3 separate regions of the Gossypium hirsutum genome follow, and regions 2 and 3 are each linked to region 1. Evidence: chromatin contacts called from public Hi-C data. All regions are on one chromosome and are shown on one strand. The core of a region is the stretch at or near the end of the contact, and the rest is flanking DNA. Distances in the headings are between cores, read along the strand shown.

Region 1 (3,660 bases), core at 556-3,055:
TAAAAGGTTTAATAAATTTTAACAAAATATCCACGCTTGATGGGATTTATGTTTGACCTAAATTATATTTAAAAAAGGTCTTAGTTAAATAAAAAGAAATATATTCTAATAAAAAATACATCTAGCGGACGGTGAAACCCCAACTCCCATGTCATCTACTCATTTCAAATGGGTCATTGAACTCGACGTATGTCAAGTCATAATTTATTCAATCCGGTAATTAATTGAGATTTTGGGATCCTCAAAAACCGACCAACATTTAAAAATGCCTACATCAACAAAAACTTGAAGAAGAAAACATACTAGTTATTCTTCAAGGCGGGCCACTTCCTTTTCCCATTTCAATCCGAACATTTGGCGGCCGAACGGAACGATCAAATTATACCGGAAAACCTGCAACTCCAAACACCATTTGGATATGCTCGAGTCGTGAGACACATAGCTAAATCTAAACATAGGAAAGAATACAATTGCGTTTTACCTTATCGTTAATGTCACGTAATTGCTTCTTCAACGATTCACAACGCTCAATCCATTTTTCTTCATCATTTCCATTGCATTTGCTTGTCCATGCTTTCTTCAAAGCGACTCGCCATTCGAATACTTTGTTCCTGATCTCCTTGTTAAGTTCTACCCACTCGGGAGCACATCCGTTCTTCGAGAGTATCCTATAAAGGGTGTCTTCAGCTGGATCTGCATGAGGATTTGTGTTAAGGTTAAGAGGTTTGCCTTTCCCTGCTAAATTCTCGAACTGACCCTCTTCCATTGAATGCCATATTCTTTGCTCAACTACGTTGATGATGTCGGTTTCCGATCTGTTTGAAATCATTACATGACACAACTTCATCTCATTGAAGAACCCAAAAAACCTTTGAAACTATTATGATTTTAACACTGAATTCGAATAATTGAACTAAGAACGTCATCTCTTCAAAAGCATATCATACACCAAATTCAACAGTTTTTAAGGTCTCAAACATACGAAGCCAACACCACTCAACTAATGAAGCTAAAGTCAGGTAACGACTAGCACACACAACTCCATTTCTAAAGGGAAGATAACCTTCAAAGCTTAATTGCATAGCCCCTTGCCAGGTAATATGAATTAGTGACCAATAAAAAAATAACTTTCAAAGAATTGAAAAAGGAGAAAACAAATTGTAACAAATCCAAAGCATACCTTCAAACTGCAAAATTTCATACTTTCCCTTGATCCCAAAAAGAGTTCTTTCAATTTCGCTTTTATCGTTTAGTATGAAAGAATCATGAAGATTTCAAAATAATCGAGGGCAAATATGAAAACTTGACGGTATTTAATTAGAATTTTGAGAAATTCACAATTTTTTTAGTTGAAAATTGAGTTTTAAATTCATATAGTTAGAAAAAAAAATCTACTAAATAGACGCATACATACATACATACCTAACTTTGTTGCGTTGGCCGCGGAGCTCGGTAGGGAGTTTACGGTCGTTGACGGCGTCTATGACGGCTGATAGACAGTCTGTTATCTTCTTCTCACGCTTAGAAGATGAAGAATTTGATCCAGTCGTTGTTGTTGATGAGGAAGAGGATGACGAGGCACACCTGAGTCCGGGTCCGCCATGGCTCATCGACGGAGGTGAGATGCCCGACGTCAATTTGGTAATCGGAGATGAGGAAAACGCAGAGAACGATGATGGCAGCTTTCTCGCTAGCCTGGTGGCCATGGATGATTGAAACGCAGATGGTCAGATGGTGAGAGTTCTAGCAATTTACTCCCTAATTATTGGGACATGTTTGGGGACTTTTCAAATATGCCACGTGGTTTCTTAATATACTGCCACTAATGTTCAGCGAATACGTAGTTTCTCCTTCTACCGAAATTTCCCAAAATATAAAATTACTTAGATTTTTGTGAGGCGGTTTAAAAACTAGTTTGGGAATATTTTTAAAAAGTGTTTTTAAAAAAAAGTTGTAAAAAAATGTTTTTCGAAAATATTTTTAAAGGGTAAATTATTAAAAAAAGCCTTATTTTTTAAAAATTTATCGAAATAGGTTTGGTATTTTATTATTTATTGGAATGGGTCATTTTTCCGAAATCGCGTCCACGTCAGCACGATGTCAGGGGACATGTCAGAACATCGCGTCCACGTCAGCGCGCTTTGTTTACGTGGACACAAATCGCGCCTACGAGGACACGATTTGCTGACGTGGATGAACAGTTTATGTTTTTTAGCTTGGAAAACTTTGAAAGGCCATAACTTTTCGCTCGGTTGTCCGATTGAGACGATTTTTTTATTTCAAATAATTTTTTGAGATCTACGCAGTTTTCATCAAAAAAGATCCTTTTTTGCCCCTAAATTTAGATTTTTTCGGTTTAAAATTGAATTTTGAAACATTCAAATCATTATTTTCCTTATTTATTTGAAGTAAACACCGGATTTTTTTTCAGAATTGTTGTATTATTTTTTCTGATTTGACACGTGTATGGAATAGGTCCGATAAATCGTTAGAACGTAAGTAATATAATTAAGATAATAACAGTATTTCTATAATGTGTCAATTAATTAGTTTAGTTTAGTTGGTTAAGATGCTTGCTTTTTTCCCTTAATACATTGGTTCAAATCTTGTTGGTAACAATTTTGAATCTTTTTTGTACTTGTTGCTATTGATGTAATATTGAAGAGTTAATTGATTAAAAAAATAAATACAAGTACAAAAAGATTCAAAATTTATTTTTTCAAAATACCAAAAAAGCCCTATATTTTTAAAATTTATCGAAATGGGCCCGGTATTTTATTTTTTTGACCGTAGGGTACTGTTCACGCGTGGGCCGAAATCGCGTCCACGTCAGCGCGAGATGCTGCCGTGGAAGGAAATCGCGTCCTTGAGAGCACGATTTCCTTCCATGTCAGCATCTCGCGCTGACATGGATGCGATTTCCTGACGCGTACCCTGACATCGCGCTGACGTGGACGCGATTTCCCCGAAAAATGACCATTCCAGTAAATAATTAAAAAATGGGATCATTTCGGTAATTTTTGAAAAAAATGGCTTTTATTGGTAAATTGTCTCATTTCAAACATGTTATTATTAAGTAATAAATATATATTTAAATAATATTTAAATTAGTTAATATTATTATAATTTAGTAAGAATATAAAAAAAATTATTATAACTTGTTAATATTTTAATATATGAAATATAAATTTTAAATATTTTAAGTAATAAATATTAATTATTTATCAATTTTAATTAGAATATATAAACTATATTTAAATATTTAAATATAATCATTAAATATTTGTAATTAGTATTTTAAAAAAATATTTTTTTTATTTTTAATTAATGATTTTAACATATTTGTAATTAAACACCGAGAAAAAAAAGGAAAGTACTATGTTATTGGAGGGGTGAAAAAGTAATTAAGCATCAAAAGTGCTTTTTGCAGAGTAAAAGCTAAAACTTTTAGTTGAAAAGCCAAAAATTTCAGCCCAAAGATTCTTGTTTAGCATAGTTTTTCTTCCAAAAGTGCTTTTGGAGCCAAAAGTATTTTTGGAGCCAAAAGTATTTTTTAAGCACTACTAAATAGGTCCTAAATCGTTTAGCAAGATATTTAGCAAACAAAATCGAGTTTTATAGTATTTATAGTAATAATCTCTATCCCGAATTATTATTTGT
Region 2 (3,959 bases), core at 1,241-3,740, 140 kb before region 1:
TTTGACAAAATTTTAAGGTCTTTTTCATAAATATTTCTAAAAAACAAGAATTTTCAAGAATTTTTAAATTATTTTAAATGTAAATTTTTTTAAGATAATAAAAAATTAAAATTAGTTATATATTAATAAAAAAGCATAATTCGATTTGGTTCTAGGTAACCATGATTTTTGAACTTGCATTCCATAAACCATTCAAATATCTCGGTTCGGGTCGATTTTTTGTTTGGTTGATTTTTTTGCTTAGTCCTAGTATTTGATACATTGACAATGTACTTTTGTTTTATTACACAAGCAGCTTTAAAAAATTGTCATGTGATTCTTTTTTTAAAAAATATTTTTTTTAAATATTTTACTATACCCTATAGAACACTTATCAACCCTTTTACTATGTTTGTTAAAACTAAAAACTCCACTAACAATATACTAAATAATTTATCATTATTTAAAAAAAAAACCTTTTTAATAGCTATTACATCAAACTTTTTAAAAATATTTTTTAAAAAATCATAGTTATCAATGAGAATGGTGGAGGTTGCATAATGACAATGGATGAGGTTCCATAGTGTCCATTAAACATTTAACCATCTTTTTTTTTTCTGTATATTTGTGTTCTACCTTTCTAAATTTGACATTTTCTTATAGCTCCCTTTTGTAAATCTTGTAAAAGTTTTTTTGTATAAGAAAAAAACTTATTGAAGTGAAAAGAATAGAAAAGAAAAAAGAGTGATAAAAAGGAGTAACCACAAAAACATCGAATGGATTCACAAAATAGAAAATTAAAAAGAAACGTTGATTAGCCATTTCACGAATTAACAAACTAAAGAAAGGATAAAAAAGAAAAAGAAAGTTTGTTTCTTTATGTGAACGTCCCATGTGGGTTGGTGGAGCCATGAAAACTATAAAAACACGGATTCCACTCTCCCCTTGAATTTCATGATAATTACAATGTGCACCTTGCAACTATCAATAATTAACGTTTCTAAATCCTTGCATTATTGACCTTCTTTACAATATTTATATGGAAGAAATTGTTGTAAAATGGGACCCAATTCCCCAATCCAAAAACCCAAAACTCACTTGCCCTTTTGTTTTTATTTTCGGGACTTCCTAACCAAATTAAATACCCTAACATCTCCCTTTAATTAGGAAAATTTTACAAATTAAAAACCCAAAATAAGTGTAATGTACCCTCTCTTTTGAAAAAACAAAAGGAAAATATATAAGGTTCAGTAATTAAAGGAATATTTGGCATATATAAAATAGTTTATAGTAGTTGGGTTTTAGGACCCAAAAGGTGCTCGGTGAGGAATTCCTTTTCTTCGCCTTGCATTTGAAGGAGGTGGGGGAGGCGTGGAAGGGTTAATGTCTCGTTGTGACCCTTCTCGCATTTCTTCTTCTTCTTCTTCCTTTGATATTATTATGCCTTCTTCTTCTATGTTAAAACTTGCATTCCCGGTGTTCCTCTTTATTCCTACAAGCTGCTAAGTTAATATTATGAATGAGATTAAAAACCCATTGTGTTGTTTACTCAATCCAAGCATCTATAGTGAGAAATTGATAATGATGATCAATGTGGTGTGTGGTAGTTCTGATGGTAATGTCTATATATATGCATGTAATGAGGGATATATGTTGATGATAATGTGAAGCAAAATGGAGAAGATTAAGAGGGATTAATTTATGCTAACCTTACAACCCAATGAGCAAAAACGAAAAGGGTCCAAGAGGGTTCTTCCACAGATATCACATAAATGAGAAACTCCTAGTTTCCCAGATTTTGGTTGAGGCCTTTCATTCAGGAATAGAACCCTGGCACTATTTATCACATAAGTTTGTACCCCACTTATATCCAACACTTTCTGAATCTCTGTAACCCTCACTACATCATGATATGATGATCTCCTTATCTGACAAAACACAAACTAGTTCGTGTTCAGAACATGGTTTTTTTTTTTTTTACATCATGGAAATGAGAGACCAAATTTGGAGCATTACCTGAATTACTTGATGATCTTTGTGTTTAGAAGAACGGCAATAAAAGCAAAATGAATCTCCTTTACAGTCTAAACAATACATGTTGCATTCACTCCTACCTGCATCTCCATGACTTCTGCAAACTGTGAAAAAGGCCGTACTTAGCAATGACTCTAGCCATGGCGGCACCAGCATTGTAGCCATGGCAATGGCAATGGCAATGGCAATGGCAATGATCAGAAATGGGGGTGTAGCCAAAGGATCAAAATGCAAAGCATAAAAAGAGAAAGATAGAAAAAAAGGGGTAACAAGAAATCGCAACTTAGAAATCAACCAACAAAAACAACGCCTGGACTAAGGGACAAGGCTGATAAACAAATGCAGCAAAGGGGTCGACGGATGGGATCGATGGTGGTGGCTGAAGTTTTTGGACAGCCGTTGGATGGAATAGACAAGGATGGCTTTGGCGCTTACGCTACTTTTGGTTCTTCTTTTGCGTCTCTACGTAGGCACAAGGTCGGCCCCCCCTTAGCTACGCAACTGAAGCTTCAATGAAATAGCTGTTCACACAATTTGATCACCACCTAACTTTCCGCCACATGGGCAGCCCTCCACGTGGCTTAATCACCATGGTCTACTTTAAATAAAGGGTCCCACTGTTTTGGATTCTTTTAAAAATAATTTCTTTTAAGAAAAAAATGGCGAAATGATGGTCTTTCCACAGGGTTCCCTTGAAACGGCACGCTTTGGCAAAGGATTTGGAAATTAAAAAAGGATTTTTATATTATTATTATTATTATTATTATTAAGTAATTACGTTTTATTGTATTAATTAATTACACCATAAATAAAAGAAAAAGTACGGAATTATGACACAATAATATATTTTATGCTATTAATAGTACTCATAAATGAAGTGATACTGCCAAAATTTTACATTTTGTGATTATAACATTGAGGGTTGATGTTCATAGATTTTTAAAAATAACATATCGAGGTTTTCAAATTAAAATGTGTGGGAAGAGTCAATTTTAATTTGACAACAAAACCATATGATGAACCTCTCATAAGGGGAAGGAGACATGAGTCACAAAAGGGGCACATCAATGAAAGAATAAATTGAAAATATAACTTGGTTTTTCATATGATTTTATATTAATTGAGATTTATCTACTTATGAAACATTCTCGCTTTTATATCCACAAACCATATTTACTAAGAATTAATTTAGGCAGCAAGTGAAATCATATCAGATTTAGGGAGTAAGTAAGAAGCTTAACGTATAACTTCTTCTTATCGTATTGGGGGAAAATAAAATACACAGCTGTTTTATATTAGTATAATAAATAGTTGTAGGGTTGCCAGCTCCACATTGCTTTTGGGGCTTCCAGCACTGCACTGCATAAGGAAAATGTCTTAAGAATTTATTTGAAATTAAAATTTTTAAAACATTGTTTAGCTTAAAAAAGATATTGATAATCCTAAAAGTTAAGATGTAATGCTAATCACATCAGAATCTTATTTTTTAGCATAACAACTTTAAGTTAACTATGAGATTCTAGGGATATCATTCAATTTTTGCCCTCTTTGTTTTCTTTTATAAATAAATAATAATAATATTCATGTGAGCAATCATGGACCAAAAGTATGTGCATTCCATTAAAGAGGGGTTTGCTTTATAATAACATTTTGCTGGAAAAAAAACAAAGCAAAGAAAAAAATTTTTAGAGAACATTAAATTATATCACAACCATGTGATTGAAAGAAAAGTTTAATATTAAAAGTATATTTATAAAAGGTTTATTAACAATTGAGGTAGTAAAGTATTTACGAATAAGCTCTCATTAATTTCATGTTTAATCTTTAAATATTTTATTTAAACATTTTATATAAGAATAGTAAAAGATAAAAATATTATTACTCAAAAAAATTCATTTCTTTTTTAAAGATAAATTTATTAATAAGAAAAGAAAAGTAAAAATTTC
Region 3 (4,148 bases), core at 1,636-4,135, 220 kb before region 1:
ATTATTGTAGAGAGATTTTCAATAGATTTATTTCATCCTCCCTTGGGTACGATTCTCAGAATACTTTTCTGTGTTCCGTTGTAACACATACTATATTTCAATTTGACCCGTATACTTGCGGACACCGCTGCTTTAATTTCTTATATAGTTGGTGTAGTATTTTTTGGTCAAACGTTTGCACATTTGGTGGCAGTCAAACCTCAAAAACTTTTACATCTTTACTATTTAGTTCTTCCTTTAATTTAGTATACCACAACCTACTTCTCAATTCAATTTCCTTTGACATTAGTCAAGCTTCTCTTTCATCACTTTTATTTTCCTTATTTCACTTTATCCAAAAATAAATTGTACACAATCTCTATTTATTACTAATTTTATGGTATAACAATTTTAGGGGTATTGCAACCAGGAACAATAGTACCGAAGTACAAATTAGAAGTCCCCTATTGGCATGCCAATCATACCCTAACTATTTATATAAGTTATCAGAGCCTTGTTCTATGGTTTTCATAATATCATAAAACTCATATAATAAATCAAATTATACTACTACATAAGATTTCAAAACTTTCATTTTCATCTCCATAAGGAGATATCTTACAAGGTTCTTTCTTAAAGTCAATTTCATACAAATAATCAAGATTCTAACATCATTCGACATAGTCGAACTTTACTTATTCGAGACCACATTTTTCAAACATACAATATAAATTTACAATATTATAATCAATATAATTTCAATAAAGTTAATTAAACATAAGATAAGTATTTACAAAAGATTTACAAAAATCTTACTGTTGCTTCGATATTTTAAGCTTGTATTGACACTTGTTGACTTTAAGCAGGACTTTGTACATTAACATGTTTTTAGCCATAGTGGTCTTATCTAATCTTTACATAATAATGACATGGTTTATACACGTCCACCTATACTTCCATGGCACCCGAAAATTCTTAATATCATACTTTTAATTAACATAACACTTTATGACTATATAATTACAAATCCACATTTTAATATTTATTTCATATCATAATTTCATGAAATTTCAAACTAATATTAGCACCATTAAACACTTAATTATAACATTAATTTCATGATTCCTAAGCTTACTAACTTAGGATGAGTATGAGTATCCACATATTTACCTCATTGGATGCTCTACAACTCTAAATCAAGTCTTCATAAGCTTTATTTCACCATAAATCAAGCTTTAATATCCATTAATCACAATCTACTCATTTTCCACAAATAAAAAATATAATCAATAACTAATATTAATTCATTCTAAACTTTCTCATGACAAACCATAGCAAAAATCAAACTAATATAGGTGTAGGAAACCATATTTTTTACCTTATTAAAACTTTCTCTCTCTAGCCATGAATTATCTCACTAAAAACCATGAAATTCGAAGTTGCCATGGCTGGACATGATGAAGAAAATGAGCTTAGGAAATTGATTTCATGAATATTTAATTTTATCTCAAGATGGGAGGTAAATATTTTAAAAGAAAATAAAGAAAATGGAGAGGAAGAAGATGAGGGCAGCCATGGTTGCTTTTGTTGGTTAAGAAAGAAGAGAACTTTGTTGATGGGGGTATTTTCCAATTTAAAATGACCCCCAAAAGGGCCCAAGGCCTCGACCCAATTTTTACAAACCTAACTTTGTGAAATTATGGCCTGATTCATTAATAAGAGGTTCTAACGATTCAAAATAATTTTGGATATCAAATATAATATTGAAATATTATTGTCATCATTAAATCTCGAGAATTGATCAAACTATCCTTTGTGGCAAAATTACCTTTTTACCTTTTTTTTTGTCAAATTTAGTGATTTCTTCTTAAAATTTGATAGTTAGACCAAATCAAGTTCATAATTCATTAAAAATATTTATAATAACTCTATGAGTAATGAAAATCGCACTTTAGCTCTTTTTTCGATAAAATATAAAAATTACAATTTAGTCGCTATAATATTCAAAAATTTTAATTTAGTCTCAAAAGTTATGTTCATCCCACCGAATCATAGTCCAATTTATTTCATGATAACTTATCCATAATAATTCATATTTTTCCACTTTTGGGTAATGTTGCACAATGGTCCTCATACTTTTCAAAATTTACTTTATTTAGTTCTTTTTTTTTTGTCAGATTTTCACTTTTTAAATTCTTTTTACATATTCTCAACTCTAATATCAAATTTCTTTTATAAAATTTCTAATTTGAGTCATTGAATAATTTTTTCGATGTTCGAGCCCAAAATCCTACAACGTGTCATATCAAAATTTGCACGACATTACGTTATCTTAGAATAATTATTTTTATCATAGATTCTTAAAAGATAATCTTCTGTGCATCACTCGTTTAAACTTCGTTATCTATACTTTTCTTACTACTTAAACTAAAAAGAAAATATATTCAACTTTCTACCTTGATCCATTAAATATGTTAAGTTTATTTGAGAAAATCGAGGATACTTTTTTTTCATATATTTTAAATTTGAATTTCCAAAATGCTATTTTATTTTTACGAAGCAAAAAATTATTTTGTGATATGTTATTTATTTGATATTTAAAAACTAAATAAATTAATCATGAATTCAAACATTAAAATGTTTAGGAAAATAAAATATTTATTACTCAGTTTTTTGGTGTCATTATCTAACGTAGGCCCATATTATCTTAATTATTATATCTTAAATAGGGTGGTAGGATAAAATAAGATATGAATTGTGATATCATCATATCCTCAAACGTAATCATCCTCCACCAATCAAGTGACACTTGGCCAATTACATACCATACACGTGGGCCACTATCGAAGAATGCCACTTGTAATCTCTCAAGTCTTCAACTTCTCTTGATAGAAGACCAAAGTGTTTCAGCTGTTTTAAAAAACACTACAATTTGTCCATGTTTCATCTTTTTAAAGTTACCACCACAAGTTGTAAAGTTGAAAGAAAACCCGTAGATGGTGAACCATGGATCCTGCAAATGGTGCTCAAGATTCAGGGTCCTTTCTGACTCCTTTGTTGATTTCCTTGGCCGGCATAGTTGCCACTTGTCTAGCACTAATTGTATACCATTTTTTACTTGTCAAATACTGCCTGAGATGGGGAGATCAACCGGATGATGCCACAAATCCCTCCATACCAACTGGGCTTCAACATAAAATCCTGGAAACAATTCCAATCCTGTCTTTCTCCAGGGATAAAGATGAAGAATTGGGCACTCATCAAACTGAATGCGCTGTTTGCTTGGGAGAACTAAAGGAAGGGGAGACTATCCGCTTGTTGCCAAACTGCAGGCATTTGTTTCATGTCCCGTGCATTGACAATTGGTTTTTGGCACATTCTACCTGTCCTATTTGTCGAACACTTGTAGACTATTCTAGTTTAGAATCGCCTCCGGCCAACCATATTGGAGGAGAAAGGGTTCCGTATTTGGCTCGAAACATCGGACAAGGTGGCGATCAGGCCGCATCAACTTCCGGGGTTCAGTCAAATACTTTGTTAAGACATTGTCTGCCCCTGGTGTTCCCTAGAGAAAGTAAAACACATGTGATCACAGGGTTGAAGGGATCCTTGTCAATGGATCAGTTCCACATATACATTAACTTAATAGATGACAGTGGAGATGCTTCTTCTTCAACATCAAAGATGATTTTGTGGAAGAGCAATTCTTGTAAGGCTCCATCTATGAGACAGTTGGATCGAATGTCTTCATTGTTGAGGTCTTTCTCACAATTGCGAGTAGGTAGGAGTAGAACCAGTTATGGAATTCTTCCTTATTAACATGATGTTTGGAAACAAAAATTTGGTTGATGCTTTCTGTTGCTTCCATCATATACTAGATTAATTTGAAAATTTACTTCATCCAGGTTCATAATCCTAAATCATGTTTATACTCTGTTTTATTAAATTTCCAAGCCCTATGTTCGGAAAAAATATTCTAATATGTTGCCACATGCATTCTGGCCAAAATTCTAAATTAGTTTCTACATTTTGAAACATTCTAATTAAGATCATATCATAACGCTAGCCTGCATTAATTTTGGATTTAATGTAACATACTTAAAATATGTTAGATCTACTTTAAACATATATGTTCAGCACATTGATAGCTTAGACATAAAGTAAAAAAA

The links. A called contact is a pair of places that touch in the nucleus more often than the background predicts.
Region 2: a contact with region 1 is called in a Hi-C map of leaf, with 1.6 times the contacts expected there. The contact joins the promoter of LOC107898450 here to the promoter of LOC107899508 in region 1. A contact is called at or near these places in 3 of 34 Hi-C or Micro-C datasets (all in leaf).
Region 3: a Hi-C map of leaf shows a contact between it and region 1, with 4 times the contacts expected there. The contact joins the promoter of LOC107899506 here to the promoter of LOC107899508 in region 1. A contact is called at or near these places in 10 of 34 Hi-C or Micro-C datasets (anther, fibers, leaf and 1 more).

Annotation. Positions count from the first base shown.
Region 1 is chrD04:39,756,805-39,760,464 of Gossypium_hirsutum_v2.1, reverse strand. It overlaps LOC107899508 (dnaJ homolog subfamily C member 28), which reads right to left and starts at 1,805. Exons shown (of 3, transcript XM_016825240.2): 1 at 1,423-1,805; 2 at 482-815; 3 at 133-393. The coding sequence starts at 1,706. The coding sequence ends at 307.
Region 2 is chrD04:39,899,122-39,903,080 of Gossypium_hirsutum_v2.1, reverse strand. LOC107898450 (protein RGF1 INDUCIBLE TRANSCRIPTION FACTOR 1) reads right to left here and starts at 2,490. Exons shown (of 3, transcript XM_041091499.1): 1 at 1,996-2,490; 2 at 1,689-1,922; 3 at 779-1,478. The coding sequence starts at 2,178. The coding sequence ends at 1,281.
Region 3 is chrD04:39,973,463-39,977,610 of Gossypium_hirsutum_v2.1, reverse strand. It overlaps LOC107899506 (RING-H2 finger protein ATL73), which reads left to right and starts at 2,885. Exons shown (of 1, transcript XM_016825238.2): 1 at 2,885-3,879. The coding sequence starts at 2,986. The coding sequence ends at 3,798.